2 separate regions of the Mus musculus genome follow, and region 1 is linked to region 2. Evidence: chromatin contacts called from public Hi-C data. All regions are on one chromosome and are shown on one strand. The core of a region is the stretch at or near the end of the contact, and the rest is flanking DNA. Distances in the headings are between cores, read along the strand shown.

The links. Hi-C and Micro-C count contacts between places; a contact is called where the count stands out from the background.
Region 1: a Hi-C map of bone marrow-derived macrophages shows a contact between it and region 2, with 2.8 times the contacts expected there. The contact joins two enhancer-like sites. A contact is called at or near these places in 1 of 15 datasets of contacts at CTCF or cohesin (pro-B cells), 3 of 484 Hi-C or Micro-C datasets (the G1E-ER4 cell line, bone marrow-derived macrophages and embryonic fibroblasts) and 1 of 115 datasets of contacts at active chromatin or transcription factors (microglia).

Annotation. Positions count from the first base shown.
Region 1 is chr12:100,834,859-100,838,902 of GRCm38.p6, forward strand. It overlaps Dglucy (D-glutamate cyclase), which reads left to right. Exons shown (of 13, transcript NM_145448.5): 3 at 327-477; 4 at 3,642-3,840. Among named protein-coding and RNA genes, the nearest start is that of Gm36572, 57 kb to the right of the region's middle. Within about 2 kb of position 2,628, at least 110 of the 459 cell types and tissues checked have an H3K27ac peak or open chromatin away from gene starts, as enhancers often do. A contact at or near this core is called in bone marrow-derived macrophages, where this site is marked.
Region 2 is chr12:100,423,801-100,427,917 of GRCm38.p6, forward strand. The region is part of intron 5 of Ttc7b (tetratricopeptide repeat domain 7B); the gene reads right to left. Among named protein-coding and RNA genes, the nearest start is that of Gm36375, 69 kb to the right of the region's middle. Within about 2 kb of position 2,666, at least 31 of the 459 cell types and tissues checked have an H3K27ac peak or open chromatin away from gene starts, as enhancers often do. A contact at or near this core is called in bone marrow-derived macrophages, where this site is marked.

The sequences.
Region 1 (4,044 bases), core at 1,378-3,877, 410 kb after region 2:
CAACCATGTCTTGCAATCTGGGTACTTTATTGCTAGGTGTGTGTGTTTATTGTGTAAAAAGTACTAGACTGTATATTTCTGTTTGTCTGTCTGTTTGTTGAGACAGTCTCACTGTATAGCCCAGGCTGACCTCAAGTTGGTGACCTCCTGCTTCAACCTCCTGAGTGCTAAGATTATATAGGGTTGCTCCTTCACCACACACACCTATGCTGTATACTTAAGTACACCATTGTGTGCATCTAAAACATGTCCATCAAAAATGGAATTAACAAGGGTCAGCAAGCAGCAACCAAGTGTGCCTTTGTCCCATCTCCCACCTAACCCAGGACTCCAGCCGGCTAGTGTGGTGGTCCTGCCCAGATCCCTAGCACCAGCTTTTGAAAGCTTCTGCCAGGGCAACCGGGGTCCTCTGCCCCTCCTTGGACAAAGTGAGGCGGTGAAGACACTCCCTCAGCTGAGCGCTGTTTCAGACATAAGGTAAGAAGCCTGTGCTACAGTAGTTGTGAGCAAGGGAAGATGCTGCAGCTGGAGTGCTGTGTTACCAGGTACACTTTGGTCCAGCCTTGGGGGCCACACAGGGCCTGGCATGGAACCTCACAGGACCACTGCTCACAGAAGCAAACTGCCCTCTCTACCTTTCCTACTTCATATGCTCTCCTCCAACCCCACACTTGTCCCTGCCCCTGCCCCTGCCCCCGCCCCCGCCCCCGCCCCCACCCCGCCCCTGCCCTTGCCTCTGCTCCAAGCCTGGAGAAATTCTGTAGTCTACATCTTAGTTTCATTTCCTATTGGCATGATAAAATACCCAGACAAAAGCAGTTAAGCCGAAAAGGGTTTATTTTAGCTCAGGATTACTGGCAGGGGGTGGGGGGGGTCAGGGGTGGAAGATGGAGGTGACGGGAACTTGAAACAGCCGGTAACATTATAACCATAGTCAAGAGAAGAGGTCAGGTATTATTGTTGCTGTTGCTTTGTTTGTTTTGTTTTGTTTGTTTGTTTGATATAGGATCTCATTATGTACCCTTAGTTGGCTTGGAGCTAACTATGTAGACTAGGTTGGCCTTGAACTCATAGAAGTCTACCTGCCTCTGCCACCTGGGATTAAAGGTATGCACTAACCATGCCTGGCCCAAGAGCAATACACAAATGCATGAATGCCAGTGCGAATGCCCGTGCTCAGCTCTCCTGCTCTCTCCACTCTTATACAGTTTAGGACCCCCTTGCCTAGGGAATGGTGCCACCCACAGGAGATGCATCCTCCCACCTCAATTCATCAATGCAATCTCCCAAAGACATTCTTACAGGCCAGCCTGAGACTCTCTTTCCACATGATTCTAGATAGTATCAAAATGATGATTAAAATTAACCATGACAGGCACTGCCACCTGTCGCTTTATCACTCCTACCAGAAAACCCTTGCACAGGATTAAGAACAATGCTCGAATCACTAACCCCCAGAAGAAAATACCATTCATATTGTGCATGTTTGCCTACAGCAGACATCCCCCTTAGCTCCCATTCACTCTCCACAAGTTTCAGTTACCCGATGGGTGACCAATGTCTAAAATTATTGCATGGGAAATTCCAGGAATAAATAGCTCAATGTTTTAAATAACTTTTATTATAGTATATAATTATAATTACTATGCATCTCTGGTTTATAAAGGAAATGTCAGGTGTAGAAATACAGGGGACAATAACATATACAGGGGATGGGGCTAGCCAGTGTCAGTCATCCACTGGAGATACTAGATGTATTTTCACACATAAAGGGTGAGCACTGCATAACAAGCCTCTTAGGTGGCTCTGGGAACCCTGCCTCTTTGCCTCTCCACTATGCCCTCGCTTCATAGCTTCAGCTCCCATTGTCTTTGACCTAGACTTTAAGACACTGTAACTCTCCTTATCTTCCTCCTGCTCTCTCCTCCATCTGACCATCTTCTGCTCACCCACAAAAGTGGCCTTTTCTAAGTCTGCATCTGATCATGTGACTCTACTCTTTAAAAGTTTCCAAGGCCAGCCAGCCTGTGGCCTGTACCTTAGCCCCATCTCAAGACTAGTGGTGACCCGGCCCCAGCTCAGCTTCTTCCTGATACTCAGGTCACACACACACCCCTCCCCAAGCTCTCTTCCTAGACAGAAGGCTTCCCATTATCATTCTGTAGGTGCAAGGATGAGGGGACCCCTCAAAAAGACGTTACTAGGGCCTGAGCTGGTACTTACTGTGTGGTCAGCTTGAGTCTCCTGGTGCAGACCTCCCTTGGCTCATATACTCGGTGCCTTCACACTTAGCACATTCTGCCTAGGTGTCCTTCCCTTCTCATCCAACCTGTGGACTCCTACTTATGCCTTAAGACCCAACTCCTCCCCCTTCATGGGTCATAGCATTCCAACACTATGAAGAAACACCCAAGGCACACATCTTAAAGAAGGAAGGGTTTGTTTGGTTTGCTGGTTTGGAGGTCTCAGTCTATGGTTGAGTGGCTACAGCTTGGGCCTGTGGCAAAGCAGAACATTATAGCAGGGGAGATGGAGTGGAGCCAAGCTACTCAGGAAGCAGAGAGAGAGGATGGCGAAGTAACATCCTCATCTTAAAAGCGGATATACCCGATGACCTAACTTCCTCTTACTAGTTCCCACCTCTTAAAGGTGCATAGCTGCCACCACCACCACCACAAGCTGGGATGGTGCATTCAGTCTATGGGCCTCTAGGGGAGACTTGAGATCCAAAGTAGAGCAGTAGAGGAGGAGGGTGCCTCATTGCTCTGTGTTTCTCCCTATCCAGACACTTGCTGCTCCATGGAGCTGGTGTCTGAATGTGGAGTCACACCCTGGCCATCCCTACAACCCATCCCCTGGCACATGGCTGGAAAGGAGGAATAACCCAGCAATGATTTGGGGTGAACAGGGTTGAGGCTCGTACCACATAAGGCTTTCAGCCTCATGGGAGAGGACACCAAAGTTTCTCTGGGTCCAACAGCATCTCCCTGTTGCAGAAAGTCCACCATTGTTTTATTCTTGTGGGTCTGACTGGTCTCACATTGAGGTTCAGGAAATGGGATGGGGTGGGACCCACAGGTTATGCTATGCACACATTGATTCAGTGGTTCTGGTTTGGTCATGCTTCAGGAACACCAGCAAAGCCCCGACTTGAAAACCAAGCGCTCCCCAGTGTAGAGAGCTCTAGACGTGTCAGTATCAGAGAGTCCCTCCTCTGCCTTTTTCTCCTCCTCCTCCTCCTCCTTCTTTTAAAGATTTATTTATTTAATGTATATGAGTACACTGTAGCTGTCTTCAGATACACCAGAAGAGGACGTCAGCTCACATTGCAGATGGTTGTGAGCCACCATGTGGTTGCTGGGAATTGAACTCAGAATCTTTGGAAGAGCAGTCAGTGCTCTTAACCACTCTCCAGCCCCTCTCTGACCTTCTAATAAACACAGTATTGGCCGAGTGGGCACGGTGGTACACCCTGTGGAGGCAGAGGCAGATGAATCTCCATGAGTTTGGAGTCAGCCCAGTCTACAGAGCAAGTTCCAGAATAGCCAGGGCTGTTACATAAAGAAACCCTGTCTCTAAAAACAAAAACAAAAACAAAAAAAGCGCCTCAGGGGCCTGTGAGCACTTCTTTGTGTCCCTAGGACCATCTGTCCACAGTTGCAGAAATACAAGTTTGGCACCTGCACAGGCATCCTGACCTCACTGGAAGAGCACTCAGAACAACTAAAAGAAATGGTGACCTTCATCATAGACTGCAGCTTCTCCATAGAAGAGGCCTTGGAGCAGGCAGGGATCCCCAGAAGAGACCTAACAGGTCCCAGCCATGCAGGAGCATACAAGGTAAGGCCATGCCCCTGGGCAAAACAGCTTGAAAATGTGGATGGACTCTGTAGTTTCCGATGGTGGAGAGAATGTTGGTTCAGGGATCAGAAGCCCTAAGGTCAGCCCTAGCTCAGTCGCCCTCCCAGGTAAAACCATTACCCTCTGAGTCAGTCTCTCTCCCACCTGCCTCTGATATGGCTGTGCAATGTCAATCAAAGTCAT
Region 2 (4,117 bases), core at 1,416-3,915:
GTGATTGCTTCCTTTGCTATAAAGAAGCCTTTAAATTTATGCATCCCTACTTGTCAATTCCTTTAAAAATGATCTCCGGGGCTGGTGAGATGGCTCAGCAGTTAAGAGCGCTGACTGCTCTTCCAAGGTCCTGAGTTCAAATCCCAGCAACCACATGGTGGCTCACAACCATCCGTAACGAAATCTGATGCTCTCTTCTGGAGTGTTTGAAGACAGCTACAGTGTACTTAGATTAAATAAATAAATTAAATATTAAAAAACAAACAAAAACTAAAAATGATCTCCTATGCTATGGGAGGATTATTTTTGCAGAATGTTCCATGTCAATATCTAGAAGTGTTTTCCACCAGCAGTCTTAATGCTTTGGTTCTTATATTAAGATCTTCACTTGAAGCTCCATCACTGCACAGGCCCCCTCTGTACAGATCTCCCTCTGTAGCTCTGAAACAGCTTTTTCCAGTGCTGAGCTCCAAATTCATTGTTAGCATAAGTTTACAATGGCATAAATTTTGTTTTACAACTCTGAACAGTTATAGCTTTTTGATATTATCTCCTGAGTCCTATCCAACAAGAGGGAGATATATTCTGAAAAGAGCCAGAGCTCCAACATCAGCTCATAACAGAAAACCAAGGCTGAGATGGTTGAGAGGACTTGAGAATCTTTCAGACTCCGATGGCCTAACAATGTCAAATTTAACATATCTTTCTTTTATTTATCTTTTCATTTCTTAGAAGACGAGTAGAAAAAGAAAAATTCTCTCCTTCCCCATGCAGTATGTATGTATGTGTTTTGTGTGTGTGTGTGTGTGTGTGTGTGTGTGTGTGTATGTATGTATGTATTATGTCTATGAGTGTTTTGTTTGCATGCATATAAGTGTACCCCATGCATGCAGTGCCCACAGAGGTCAGGAGAAGGCATCAGATACCCTGGAACAGTGAACTGTCATGTGAGTCCTGGGAATTGAACCCAGGTCCTCTGCAAGAGCAGCTAGTGCTCTTAACCCCTAACCATGTACTTCTAATTATCTACTGACTTCCGAGTTTGGCTCAGGACAGTAATATAAATTCAGTCGTCATGAAAACTCAAAGTTGGGTTGCAAATAGGAGTCTTCATATTCAATATGAACTCTCTGGATGGTAAGGAAAGGGAGCCAGGCTTTCCATAGTAAACTCAATTTCAATTTCTCTCTGGTCGAGAATTTCTAAGCAAAAATCAATTATAAGATGAGTCAATACAACAGCTCTCTGGAGCAAAGCAGCAGTTTGACTTTTTCTAGTTTCTCTCTACTGCCAGGCTGAGCTGCATAAGAAGTAGGTTGTTTCACCAGCTGAGCATTTTCCTATTGAGCGGTTGGTTTCCTCTCAGGTTTCTGCAGGTCCCCAAGGATGCTCTAGTGAACAGGGTTGCCATCCCTACCTCACGGTAGCCCAAGTTCCTCAGACAGCAGCAGGCTAGAGATCTGCTGAACCATTGGGAGTCCACCGACCAAATCCATGGAAGATGTGCTTGCTACCTGCCTCTGGCCTTCCACCTCACTAAGCTCAGGCTGGCAGATAGCGCAATAACACACCGTCTTAGCAGCCTAGACAGTGCTCCGTGTAGTATGGAGGCCAAGCAGGCTTTCCTCCTACACCACAGCACATGTCTGCCATGAATCTGAAGCTAACGCGTTTTAGAGACACAGACATGGGCATGTCAAGGTTTGGAAAAGGGGAAACCTGCAGGCAGTGTAGAAAATCCCTTCTGTCCTTGTCCTCCACATGTTTCTCTTGGTGTCCAGAGTCCAAGGGACCAAAGCCAAAGCTTCACTTGGCTGTTTCCTGGCTTCCTTTTGAAGAGAAAAGTGTTGCCTCCTGGGGGAGGGGAGGAGGGTCCCAGCACAGCTGCAAACGCACCTAGCAGCACTCGCCACATGTTAGTTCACCAGACAAACTCAACACCTCGAGAGCAAAGTCTGGTTTTTTGTTGTTGTTATTTTTTTGGGTCCCCCCCACCCCCGTACCTATCTCTCCTGGTCTCAACAGCCTCACAGGAGCAAGCCAGGAGACCCTCAGGAAAGAAAAGAGTGAGCAGGAGCCTGCTTTGAAATCCCTTTCCCTGTCAAGTTTTGTGACTACCAGGGAACAGCTAAAGCAGACTCTCACAGAGAAAGATATACCCACTCACCACTGTGGGCACCGTCAACATTTAAAACGACAGAAACACAAAAAGATATCATCCATCTATGTTCTGAAAGTCAGTAACTCTTAGATCCCAGCTTGAGAATCTTGCTTCTCCTTCACGTCAACAAACCTTGGTGTCATCTGTTCTGAAAACGTGTGACATCAGAAGTAGACCTCCACATCAGGAATGAAAACAGCATGCTTCCTGGTACCAAAGGATACTCAGGTTTCCCAGAGCAAAGCCTAGCTTCTCCCTCTGAACGCACTCTTGCCTCAGATCCAGTGGCATGCATTTGTGAAGACAGATGGCATCTGTAGTCAGGGGCCAGGGATCAAACTCACAACCTTGGCCTCATTAGCAAAGGACTGTACAGAGCAAGGCAGCTGCAGCCTAGATATAGCAATGGAGGGTGTGACAGCCACGACACTAGGAAGTGACCAAGCATGCCAGGCTTCTGGATGTCTCATCTCAATCTAATGAGAGCTGTCGTAGGCTTAACAACATTTTTTGGATGACTCCACCAAGGGAGGCTTCCTCATGACAAATGGGAAGTAAAGTGTATAACTGGTCAGCTGGCCAGGCAGCGTGAGGTAACAGGAACACATCAAACCAGACACAGAGGGTGCCTTCTAGTTCATATCACATATCACAGGGACATGAAGGAATCCATTTAACACACATGCAAAAGAAAGCCCAGAGTGAAAAAGTGCACAAAGTAGGAAAGCAGCTGCAGAAGCCGGAGGGCTGCAGACAGCTCATCCTTCTCTCAGCTCTTCTTTACACCGCCAGACCCCAAGCCTCCGAGGAATGAGAAACACAGGAAAGCTCGTCCTATCTTCAATCCTCCTTCCTTCCAACCTCAGGGAATAGTCAAAGGACATCAACGTTCATCAAAACCTGCCTCCACAGGAAACTCACCAGGGAGTCGGAAAAACAAACCTTCTCTCTCGTGAACATAATTGTATCTTAACGAAGGGCAATTTTCTCAAGGATTTATTTGTATTTTATGAGTGTTTTGTCTGAATGTATGAAAGTGTACTTTTTTTTTTTGCATGCCTTGTGCCCATGGAGGCCAGAAAAGGGCCCTTGATTCTCTGGATGTGGATGCTGGGAACTGAGCCTCGGTACTTTGCAAGAGTAGCGACTGCTCTTATCCTCTAAGCAATCTCGCCAGAGCCTTAATGAGTCTCAATTTAATCCCAGAAGCCCAAAAGAATCCAATGGACTCTTGGATTCCTTAGTGTAATAATACTTTTAACAAACTAACCGTGTGGATCGATCACAGGGGAAACTGCCTTTCTGTGCATTTGTTTAGGAATCCTTATGTTTATCTGCAAACTTAAATTATGAGAGACGAAACAGTACTGACTCTGTAGCCAAACCTCATGGGTTTCAATCTTCTGTAAGGGGAACCTCTCTCCATTTTCTTATCTATTTTACAGCTCACTGACTTGCTATGAAAAGAGAAAGTGAGTAAAATACACTGGGGAAGTGTTTTTAAATGCCACCCCTCATCAAGGCTATCATCCTCTATGAGGGCTAGTTTTATGTCAGTGTCAGCTGCAGTCATGCGGGAGGAGGAAACCTCACTGAGAAAAGGCCCCCACCACACTGGGCTTGTGGATGACCCTATGGGGGCATTTTCTTGATTGATGATTGGTGATTAATGATTGATGTAGGAGGGCCTAGGTCACTATGGGCAGTGAAACCTTTGAGCTGGTGGTCCTAGGTGCTGTAAGAAAGCAGTCCGAGCAAGCCATAAAGAACATGCCATAGACGGAACTTCCCCATAGCTGCTGCATCAATTCCTGTCTCCATGTTCCTGCTTTGAGTTCCAACCCTGACTTCCTTGAATGATGGTCTAAAAACTGTAAGGTTTAACCAAGCTTTTCCTTCCCAAGTTGCTCTTGATCATGGTTTTTAACCACAGGAAAACCCTAATTAAGACATCTT